4 separate regions of the Mus musculus genome follow, and regions 1, 3 and 4 are each linked to region 2. The links are chromatin contacts, called in public Hi-C and HiChIP or PLAC-seq maps. All regions are on one chromosome and are shown on one strand. Each heading gives the region's core, a stretch centred on a gene start, on an enhancer-like site or on the middle of the called end of the contact. The rest is flanking DNA. Distances are from core to core; before and after follow the strand shown.

What was found. Hi-C and Micro-C count contacts between places; a contact is called where the count stands out from the background. HiChIP or PLAC-seq counts read pairs in DNA pulled down with a chosen protein or histone mark.
Region 1: an H3K27ac HiChIP or PLAC-seq map of regulatory T cells shows a contact between it and region 2, with 2.5 times the contacts expected there. The contact joins two enhancer-like sites. A contact is called at or near these places in 3 of 484 Hi-C or Micro-C datasets (all in CD4 T cells) and 1 of 115 datasets of contacts at active chromatin or transcription factors (regulatory T cells).
Region 3: a FOXA1 HiChIP or PLAC-seq map of pancreatic cancer cells shows a contact between it and region 2. The contact joins two enhancer-like sites. A contact is called at or near these places in 2 of 484 Hi-C or Micro-C datasets (embryonic stem cells and liver) and 1 of 115 datasets of contacts at active chromatin or transcription factors (pancreatic cancer cells).
Region 4: a contact with region 2 is called in a Hi-C map of Th1 cells, with 3 times the contacts expected there. The contact joins two enhancer-like sites. A contact is called at or near these places in 4 of 484 Hi-C or Micro-C datasets (CD4 T cells, Th1 cells, bone marrow-derived macrophages and 1 more) and 2 of 115 datasets of contacts at active chromatin or transcription factors (bone marrow-derived macrophages and embryonic stem cells).

The regions. Positions count from the first base shown.
Region 1 is chr10:68,672,463-68,675,162 of GRCm38.p6, reverse strand. No RefSeq gene overlaps it. Among named protein-coding and RNA genes, the nearest start is that of Tmem26, 50 kb to the left of the region's middle. Within about 2 kb of position 1,327, at least 60 of the 459 cell types and tissues checked have an H3K27ac peak or open chromatin away from gene starts, as enhancers often do. A contact at or near this core is called in regulatory T cells, where this site is marked.
Region 2 is chr10:68,445,443-68,448,142 of GRCm38.p6, reverse strand. All of the region lies in intron 5 of Cabcoco1 (ciliary associated calcium binding coiled-coil 1), which reads left to right. Among named protein-coding and RNA genes, the nearest start is that of Gm40683, 60 kb to the right of the region's middle. Within about 2 kb of position 1,317, at least 135 of the 459 cell types and tissues checked have an H3K27ac peak or open chromatin away from gene starts, as enhancers often do. A contact at or near this core is called in Th1 cells, bone marrow-derived macrophages, pancreatic cancer cells and 1 more, where this site is marked.
Region 3 is chr10:68,202,073-68,204,772 of GRCm38.p6, reverse strand. All of the region lies in intron 3 of Arid5b (AT rich interactive domain 5B (MRF1-like)), which reads left to right. The region is part of intron 2 of Gm51770 (a long non-coding RNA gene); the gene reads right to left. Among named protein-coding and RNA genes, the nearest start is that of Gm51770, 52 kb to the right of the region's middle. Within about 2 kb of position 1,267, at least 20 of the 459 cell types and tissues checked have an H3K27ac peak or open chromatin away from gene starts, as enhancers often do. A contact at or near this core is called in pancreatic cancer cells, where this site is marked.
Region 4 is chr10:68,238,560-68,241,317 of GRCm38.p6, reverse strand. All of the region lies in intron 3 of Arid5b (AT rich interactive domain 5B (MRF1-like)), which reads left to right. Among named protein-coding and RNA genes, the nearest start is that of Arid5b, 39 kb to the left of the region's middle. Within about 2 kb of position 1,462, at least 126 of the 459 cell types and tissues checked have an H3K27ac peak or open chromatin away from gene starts, as enhancers often do. A contact at or near this core is called in Th1 cells and bone marrow-derived macrophages, where this site is marked.

The DNA of each region.
Region 1 (2,700 bases), core at 78-2,577, 230 kb before region 2:
ACAGTTTTGACTTGGATATTTTTTGTTTGGTGTTGGTTGTTGAGGTTAAAAAAAAAATCGTTTGTGATTCGACTTCTGTAAACTCGTCTCTCCTGCTGCAAACTCCCGAGTGCTGGGATCAGAGCTCTAAACTCATTTTCTTTTTTCTTTTTCTTTTTTTTTCCTTTCATAGCCTTCTAGTTTAGTCTAGCCTAGTCTAGTCTATTCCATTCAACCCCATGTCTTTGCATCCCTAAGTGTGAGGGCACATTATACATGGATGCCTTCCCTAGCGTATGATTTCATGGCCCTCCATTGCTTCACGCCCAGGTTTGCATGCATACACTCACACAGAAAAAAAAATACAAATTCTATAAATATTAATTTTTTTTAAAATGTCTGTGTATGTATCTGTGTGGGTTTTGGTGCAGGAGTGTGGTTGCTTTGAACCACTTATTTTTATGGCTGTGACACAGCGTCTGTCTAAAGCAACTTAAGCAGGGAAGGACTTCTTTTGGCTCACTGTTTGAAGGGATACAGACCATCACCATGGGAAGCCATGCTGACAGGAGAATGAAGCAGCTAGTCACGTTACATCTCCAGGGAAACAGAGAGAGATAAATGTGGGTGTTCAGCTCATGGTTCCCTCTTTATTCAGACTAGGACCAGGGATAATGAGATGGCGTGACACACATTTAGATGGGACCTACCTCTCTGAAAAATGCCCTCACAGGATAATACAGAGGTAGGGCTTCTGGTTGATTTTAAGTCCAGGTATTTTAACAGCGAAGATTAACTATTATAAGCTGTATCTTTCATCTTCACGTCCCCAGATGAAATATTTTGCTGTGCATTCTTGAATGTTAATTAAAGCTAACAATAGCAGAAACTAAGATCTCCAGCCACTGACCTTCTCATTATCATTACTAATTACACCACAAAGACACTGCCTTCCTTCATCTATAAATGAGGATAGCTGAGGCTGTAGAGATGGATCAGTAGCTAAGAGGACTTGTCACCTTTCAAAGGATCAGAACTCAGTTCCCAGCAACTGCAAGGTAGCTCACAACCATCCCTCATGGGCTCTGCAGGGTCACTGTGCACAGACATGTGCTGGACACATAAAATAAAAACAAGCCTTTCAGACTAACGCTGCAACCCTTGCCTAATGCACACCATAAGCTAAGGAAAATATGGACTTTCCTGACCACAGAGTCGTACAAAGCTGACATGGCAAAAGAACTAGAGGGCAGAATGGAGTTTCCAGATAAGGATATGGTAAGATTGCTCTAGGTTATTGGGGTGAGCCTAATCGAATCAAGTGAGCCATTGAGAAGAGAGGAGAGCTAAAGGTTCAACACGTAAAAGGACTTGATCTTTGATGTCTAGCTTTACAGAGAGAGAGAGGAGCTGGTTAGTCATCAGAGGCAGGTAGCCTGTACTTATTGAGAAAAACATCTACGTAATACCCAGGAAGGAAGCAGAAACCACAGTCCTACGGAATGGGGCTCTGAGAACCGTGTAAAAAGGCTCAGAGTTGAACCCAGCCCTAGAGCCTCCTGCAAGCAATTACACCATGTACAGCTTTGATTTCAGCAGCTGAGATAGATCTGAGAGCCTGCTGAGCTGAGCTGGGCCCAGAACTGTAACATGGAAGATAGCTACAGTTTTTAAACTACCGAGGTTTTGGGTTTTTTTTTTTTATTTTTAGTAATTAGCCTAGGAAGATGAATACATATGCAATGTAGCACTTATAAATGAAAAATGTCAGGTAAATATGCGCTCCCATCATTTGATACTGTGATCTAATGGAGACTTTGTGTCATAGAATGTACTGAGCTAATGTCGCATCTATTATAAGAATGATAAGGCTGACAGGGGAAGGAAGCAAGGCTTAGCTCATGAATTTAGTTTGCTTTTCAAATGCTTAACGTTCAGGCTGTCTCCAGGTCCATGGAGATTTGGCCTCCCTGAATACAGAAAGGTTTGATTAAAGCTCAAGTCCTCCTAAAAGCTTTTAATAGCTTTTCTTTAAAAAAAAATCCCAACCCTCTTTTTTGTAACATTCTTCTAAATGTAAGAAAGCACAAAGATAGTAAAGAAACAAAGGAGATAAAATTGAATCAGAGGCCCCCCTAGCTTCTCCATTATTCAAAGCACTCAGTGAGTTATAAATGATTTAAGGATGATCCAGCCAGGATTCTTTGCGTAAATAGTTTTCATCTTCCTGATTACTAAGCAGGAGAGAGAAGAGTCTGTGTTCCCATTAACAAAGGCTTTGAATTGTCTTTTGCCAAAAACCATGAGAACGTATTTCTTCCTGTGTAGTCTATTTTTTAATATGGAGGCAAATCAAGAGAACAATTTACAACTTTATCACTACTTTTATTGGACAGTTATGTGATGCCAGCAAGTGGCCAAGCATTCTACAGAATACAGAAACAGGACCCCAAGTACACAAACCAGGATGTAAGTGAAGCCGGTCAGCATAAGATACCACGAGGTTCAAAGCCAAGCCTTAGTGTTTGCTCATAATGGCACTGAGCATGAGGGGAGTCTAGACCCATAATGAGCCTCATAAACATTCATCGATTGTGCTAGGCTGAAATTTGACTCCTCCAGTGAAGAGAACATGCGTAAGTAGATGGGCGAGCCAGCCGTAACCCAACACTCACACCAGCTCGGGAAAGAGAATGAGATAATAATACACTGTAATAGCTG
Region 2 (2,700 bases), core at 68-2,567:
GTGCAGTTGGGAGGTGTGTATGAAGAGATCTTCTTACCATGGAGCACACATGCAGGCCAGAGGACAACTCTGGAGTTAGTTTTCTCTGTCCCCACCTTTCACGGGGTCTGGGACTTAAATTCAGGCTGCCAGCTTTTCATGACAAACACCATTATCTTCTGAGCAACCTCAAGGCCCCTCCATCCTTTTTTAACCATCCTCTCTCTAAAAAATATCTACTGAGCACCCGCAGTGTGTTTAGTCACTTTGCACTTTGTAAAACAAGTTAGAAAACGTTGGCAATTCTTACAACTGGAGCCTGAGGTCTGTGAAGGCAAGAACTTGGGCTTCAAAGATGCAAACGAGCAGGGTCAAGAAAGGCAAAGGTATGTGGACACTTTCCCCCTTCTTAGAATTGGGATCAAAACACCCATGGAAGGAGTTACAGAGACAACGTTTGGTGCTGAGATGAAAGGATGGATCATCTAGAGACTGCCATATCCGGGGATCCATCCCAAAATCAGCTTCCAAACGCTGACACCATTGCATACACTAGCAAGATTTTGCCTAACGGACCCAGATAGAGCTGTCTCTTGTGAGACTATGCCAGGGCCTAGCAAACACAGAAGTGGATGCTTACAGTCAGCTATTGGATGGATCACAGGGCCCCCAATGGAGGAGCTAGAGAAAGTACCCAAGGAGCTAAAGGGATCTGCAATCCTATAGGTGGAACAACAATATGAACAAACCAGTACCACCACCCCCCCCCCCCGCCCTGAGCTCGTGTCTCTAGCTACATATGAATCAGAAGATGGCCTAGTCGGCCATCAGTGGAAAGAGAGGCCCATTGGTCGTGCAAACTTTATATGCCTCAGTACAGTGGAACGACAGGGCCAAGAAGTGGGAGTGGATGGGTGGGGGAGTGGGTGGGGGAGTGTGTGGGGGACTTTGGGGATAGCATTGGAAATGTAAATGAAATAAATACCCAATTAAAAAAAAACATTAGAAAAAAAAAAAAAGAAAAGAAAGGCAAAGAGCCAAAGTAAGGCAGATGTATAAACATTGTGGAGCTGTTCCCGAAGAGCTTCCTGGATGATTGAGCGTTAGGCCTGGGCAGAGGGAATAATTACTCTACTTTGTGTCCTGTAGAAGTGAAGCCACTGATATCAGTAAGGTAAAGAAGCTGGAAAACGGGGGAGGCTTGAAAAGACAATAACATAGGGTAAGTGGGCAAGCCCAGGCCTGCCCAGTAAAACTCCAGAACACACAGGCTGTACAGCTGAGATATGCTATATCACTACAGGAAAACACTGGGTCTGGGCAGCTTCTGACGACTTGTGTAAACAGAGCAAAGGCCGTTTGAAATTCAGCAACATGGAATGTGTCTTCTGTAACTGGACCAGAGATGACCTAAAGCAGTTCAGAAGGACTTCACAAAGAAACTGCTCTCACTCTCGATAGAAGCAGGAGGAGTCTGTCCAGGATTTCAATATACATCAGGCTGGGTTGGAGTAGGGTAAAGGGAGCCTGGATATCTAGAACATTCCAGCTTAGAATCTAGATATCACCAAAATACTTCCGAGCTGTGTTTAAGAGTAAACGGGCAGAGTCTGCTAAATATAGGCAAAAAGTTTTCTTAGAGAACTCGGTGTGTAAAGAGGAAGGACCCAGACTCCTCCAAAGTGAGTCTGCCTTTACTGTAACAACATCCAGAAAGTGACCTGCAGCGCCGCCTCTGACACAGGAAGCCCCTTTTCCCTGTCAGCCTGAAGACTGCCCCTAATAATACAATTTAGGACTCAACTAGGAGATATTAAAACAGGTAGCAGGGGGACCAAGCAGAGCTAACCAGAGAGGGAAATATTTATACCTATGATAACATGTTTCCTAGTAATAATTTATGAGCCTACTGGAGACGAGAGAAGCACACAAACGAGGAGTAAGACAAAAAAGAAAGCAAGAGATCTGAAATGTAAACATCATGCCTTTGGCAAACTCTCTTCAGTTAAAAAGGACAGGACGGCTGGGGTTGACTAAAGCAAATGGCTACATTTCCCTGGTCTCTTGCTTCCTCCATGCTAAGGGTTACGGGCTGATTTACAACTTCCTGTGTTGTTTTTCAAATCTATATTTGTCAGCACATTTTTTTAATGTCAGATTACTTAAAATAGATACGCCGGGTCTTCAAAGTCAGGGACAATGACAGCATTGACTTCTCTCAAAGTTTCGTAGCACTTTATAAACATCCTAACCGTTTAGCCTCCTGAACGCTAGATTTCTAGATGAAACTCATTTTACTAAACTTTTAAGAAGGCTTCCCACCCCCTTTCCCAATTTTCTTGATGACTGTGGAGTTCAACCAGAACTCTTTGAAGTTAAAATGAGCCAAATAAACTCTGCCTCAGCCTCATCTTACACAGGGACTTTACGCTGTCAAAACAACAGAAAGTATCCCTGGTCACCCCCCCCCCCCGCTGCTCCCCTCCCCGCCCCCGCCAAAAGAATAAAACCAAAAAGATTTAGTGTCTTCCATTGTAGTTCTGCTTCCATCCGTCATGGTGTGTTGTCTCCAGTAATTTCTGCAAACCACAGGTAGGTAGTTGTTCAGGGAAAGAGAGAATATTATTCTCCACAAGATAGCTTCATCTGCAGGCAAGCCTTCCGCAGGGCCAACGGAAATGCAAAAGGAGAAAGGGTAAAATTCACCTTTTAAGTTTATAT
Region 3 (2,700 bases), core at 18-2,517, 240 kb after region 2:
CAGTGCCCCTTCCAGTTTTGTTTTTGTTTTTGTTTTTGTTTTTTTTTAAGGCAGAAAGTCAGACAGCAGTGGCCACATGGCTGTCTGTTGAAGTTGACAGCCAAAAGAGCTCTAGCCCAACCTTCATCTTAAGGGAACTCCCCACAGAGGGGCGTGGTTTTGTCCTTCTTCTGAGACTTATGGAAGCCGACTAAACCTCTTCTACTCATTAGCGATGTCACACGTCCTGTTTTACCCGGGACCATTGTGGGCTCTCAAAAGCAGGAGCAGACTGCTGCTGACCATCATAGTCACTGCATCCTATTCCCGTGGTCAGGTGGTTAGTATGTCCATCTTCTTACCCTACTGTCTTTTCTGGCTGTGAAGAATTCCTTCTGCATCCTAGATCCTGACCTTACTAGTTTCTACTGTATTCAAGCTTCCCTTTCAGGAGCATTTATATGCGTGCATGGAAATACCTATATCTCAGAAGTGTCTTAGCCACGTTGGCCATGACTGTTCCCATGGCCCTACGGAACGCCACAAACCTTAGGCATCCATGTAGAATATTTGACGACATATTTGTATTTCTACCCAGGCAGTTCTATCATATAAGCGTTAAGACTTTCCTATGGAGGAGAAGCAAAGAGGGCAATGGTGATTCTGGGTTACTGGAAGTCGCAACGCGGCTACCCTCCCTGGCTCCACCTCCCCATCTGTGCAGAGAACAGGAAATGGAAATGCAGACATGGCATGAGCTAGCACATCTCTGCAAAGCCAAAGCCTGCCTCATGGCTCTTTCTATATTGCTTCTTCCCAGGATACCATCTCTACTCCTGCCTCTCTTCTTTGATCATTTTAATTTAGCTTATTATAAGTTTGCACAAGTCTGGCTTGTACTGTGACTGTATTTACATCCGCTGGTGTGTTCTCTCTTCTTGAATCCCAATATTATAGATCCCCTTTCTTCTTCCCAACTAGGTCCCCTTCCTGCTTCGAGTCTTACTTTTAGGTTATACTGTGTGTTCATGATTATATTGAGAAAACAGTGTTTTGTAGGAGCCTCTCAATCCTCCCTCTCTTAGGATCTTTCCAACCCCTCTCCCCGCTTTGTGTGTGTGTGTTTGTGTGTGTGTGTGTGTGTGTGTGTGTGTGTGTGTGTGTGTGTGTATGTATGTGTGTGTGTGATGGCCCCTGAGTCGTACAGGGGTGATTCGGACGTACTATTTAGGGCTGGGCACTTAACAGTCATTCATTCTCAGCATGTCGCCAGCTATGAGTCACTGTATTAATTATTGCCCACTGCAAAAAGAAGCTTTTCCAGCCGTGACGGACAGCCGTACTTTAGTAGGGCACGGAGAGCGAGCCCCCCTCGGTTTCTTCTTAAAATGATTTATTCTAGAGCTGCTTTTACCCCAACCATAATGTAATTGTACTTTAATCAATACAAAAAATGTCTGTGGAACCAGGGGAGGGCTCGGGAAGAGAGAAGCCAGGAGATGGGAACCCTTGTTTACTTATCTCTCCGAAACAATGCTCACGTTAAACCACCTGCAAATGAAATAGGATTGTTACTCTAACGGCCTTGGAGAAATAGCTGCCCATTCCAGAAATTCACTGGGCTTCCTATTTCCAGTGGCCTCTCTCTCTTTTTTTTTTTTAATTTATTTTATGTAAATACACTGTAGCTGTCTTTAGACACACCTGAAGAGAGTGTCAAATCTCATTACAGATGGTTGAGAGCCACCATGTGGTTACTGGGATTTGAACTCAGGGCCTTTGGAAGAGCAGTCAGTGCTCTTAACCTCTGAGCCATCTCTCCAGCACCTCCAGTGGCCTCTCTTAAACACAGAAGCATTTGGTGGGCAAGGTAAATACCTGCTTACACTTAACTGGCAGCTAAGGATTCGATGGTGAACCTAGAATGAGCTACTTCGTACACCCTCCAAGGTAGATGGATGCTTGATGCAGCATCAGAAGAGGGGGAATCTTGGCTTTCCAGGGTTGTGACTCCTGACCTCTGTTCCATATGACCCTTGCATCCCTAATGTTATTCCTCTGCTGAGCATCTCTCACGCCAGCAAGCTGCCTCATTCCGAGCCTGCTTGTGCCTTCTCCCTTCTCATAACAGGTTTTCCTGGCTAGAAGCTTCTCACAGGACCTGTGAGGAGTAGCCACTTTAGTGCTCTGTGGGATCAGACCGTCCTGGGGTCCAGAGTAAGGTCACCTTGAACAAGCTGCATAATGTCTCTCAACCTCAGTTTCCTTGTGCACAAGTCGGAAGCAGCAAACGCATCCATCCCTCCTGGGCTTGCTACTGTGACTAAACACTCACTGAAGGCTTAGCGCTTGCCTGTCCAGAGCATATGTTCAACGAGAGGCACTGTTTTCCTGGCACAACTGTGCTCAATAACTGAACATTCTGGCTGGGGCCCTAGGATGTGATTGTCATTGTGTCTGTAGGTTTGGTGTCAAGCGTTGTGATGACTGCCATGTGGATAAACACCAGGAAGCACGGTTGGCATCTCGCAAACGGGACCGTATCTTACCTGGCGAGGTGTGGGAGATCGTAGGCAATGTTTCTGAGTCTGTCGCACTTGAATGTGGTCGGAGATGAAACAGGTCTGTCAAGTTGAAGATCTCAACGCCCGCAATGTACATCCTGCTATCCGGGTCTCTTAACACCTGTCCGTTACCCGATGTTTGATGTATGAAGACGCA
Region 4 (2,758 bases), core at 213-2,712, 210 kb after region 2:
CATGGCTGGACTCTTCTGGTGTTGCTCAAGACCAAAGCTATTGACCTCTGCTTTAGACTGCTTGTTTCCTCTTCATGCAAAGAGGAACTTCGTTTTTAACACAGAGGCATCTTTTCTTTCATTAGTCCATAGTGCTGATTTTCAGGGGCCTGGTTGATGCCTTAATGTGACAACTTCCTGGTTTTTCTGTTTTGTTTTGTTTTTAAACCTAGAACTTAGCTTTTACAAGAAACCCTGACGATTTTTTTTAACAGACATAGACTGAATAACACCAGGGAACTGACTCTCTTTCATGTGATTCTGGTTTGTGGTGAGGCGTGCTGTTTGAGCAATAGCGTCGAGACCATCCTGCCATTTCTAGCAACTGTTGCCTGGTAGTTCTTTGATAGATGTCCGACAGTGGCATTTTAGACCCACAGCCCTCTTGTCATGAGCGACATTATAGAAAATTATTAAGGTAGCTTTTTTTCTTTCTTCTCGGCTGAGGAATTTTTAAAAATAGTCTTTACGTATTTCCTGTTCACACAGGCCCAGTTTTATCAACCCACCCTGACTACTTTTATGATGTGTGAAAATGTTGACTAGCAGTGAATCTGCTGGGTCACCTTCTTCCAGTGTGACCACTGTTGTGTCTCCATTTGATTGCTTTGCTTTTACCTTAACATTAAAACCTTTGTCTGACTCTTTTTTTTTTCTTCCTTGAGTTATGGAATATAGCGTTACTAATAAAACATTAAACAGGAAACCCGTGGGGGGACAAAAGGCTATGTAAATGGTTAAGCTTGATGTCACACATGTAAACAAGAGTATTTATAGCAGGGTTGTTTTGTGTTTCTTTTTTTTTTTTTTTTTTTTTTCGAGACAGGGTTTCTCTGTATAGTTGTTTTGTGTTTCAAGGGGATAGTTTATTAATGAGCACACACACATACACACACAGCCCTTTTAAAAAAAAAAGTCCATAATCTTTGTGGTTTCCACCCCCACTCTCCCTCCCTCCCCTCACCTCATGTGGTTCCAGAAGAAACAGGTTTGTCTAACTATTCAAAGCACTTGCTGCTGATGGTTTGGTCTTGAAAATGTAGATTAGTGGCTTTGAAATCAAATGGCATTTAGATTTACTAAGGAGTACCAGGCTAATGGCTAAGTGCAGCTGCCCTAGAATCTTCTCTGTGGGACTGAGATGAAGCCCACAAGTGTAGACTGATAGAAGGCTTCCCAGATGGTTTGGGATGTGTGTGTGTGTCTGTCAGTCAGTCAGTCAGTCTGTCATTTGGGACCCTTTTGTGGGGTTAGCTTGGGAAGGGAGATACCCAACAGGAGATTGATTGAGGGACCCTCTAGGCGAACAAGAGAAACCCCATAGCTTTTCTTTTTGTAAATGTGAGGCACCCCTTTAAGGACAGAACGTAGGGCCTTGAAATTCTATTGGGTTGGTATGAACTGTGGGGAATTTGAGACAAATAGCTTTCGTAATTGGAATGCACGCTGTGTTGTAATAATGTGCAAAGAGAAACAAAAACTTTCCTTAATGTAATGAGTTTCCATTATCTGTCTGATCTAAAGTTTGTGAATGTACATTGTCAGGCTTTAGACTGGGGGCTTTTAGACCAGGAACACTGCGGATGCTCTTGGCCATGCACTGTCCCATCCCAGAGATTGTCCGACTCTCCTTCTCTGGCTGTCACATCAAAGGATTGTTTTGGCCTTTTTTTTTTAACCTCAAGTTTTCTCTTTCTCACTCAATCTCAGTCTCTCTGTGTCTCTGTTCCTTTCTGTTTCTGTCTCTGGCTTTCTCTGTGTGCCTCTATCTCTCTGTGTGTCTCTCTGTCTCTTTCTCTGTGTCTCTATACCTCTGTCTCTGTGTGTCTGTCTCTATCTCTGTCTCCGTTTCTCTCTCTCCCTCTCTCTGTATCTCTCTGTATCTCTCTCTCTCCCTCTCTCTCTCTCTCTCTCTCTCTCTCTCTCTGCCACACCAAAACCACCTCCAATACCACACTGTGAGTGGAAGCTCTCAGCTCGCAGAGCCTTTTCTTCTGTAGATCCTTCCTCATTGTTCTCATCAAAGAAAGATGAACTTTTGAGATTGCTTAAGGACCCTCCCGCTAGCCAGGAAGCTAGCAAAGAATGGAAAAACTCACCTCTCCGTGGAGAAAGTCAAACTTTGAGTGTGCTATTTTTTTTTAAAGCCCAGTTCCTCTAGCCTGTTTAAAAAAAACATCAATAATAACGAAAGAATTAGATTGACTCTCAAAGGCAGATTTTTTTTTTTTATAATATAAAACCCAGCTAAATGAAAGTGCTTCTCTTGCTCAGAGTTAGTAAGTTTCCTCTTATGCCAGTTTGTGTCATTTCCCGTCTCTCTGTGAATAGTGAAAGAACAGAATTAAAACAGCACAAATGTGTGTCTGGCAACAAATTAAACTGCACAAAGGGAAACTCTGCCCAGTGGTACCTCCCAGTGGCCACTCCAACTCTCCTCACCATCCTTGCCTGGTTTGCTGGTGTTGTTGTTGTTTTTTGTTTTTCTGTTTTGTTTTGTTTTTGTTTCCTTTAAATCACCTTTCCCTTGAGAGCAGCCTATTTGTTTTTAAAAACCTTCCAGAGTCTTCATTTAAGACTCTTAAGTGGCTGCTGACAACAACTACAGATGCAGCTAGTGAAAAGGCTAATCATTAAAACAATAAACATTTCTTCCACGTGATGCAGCACATTTATTGCCCCCCCCCCAAGCAAGTTCAGCCTGAGACCAGCACCAACT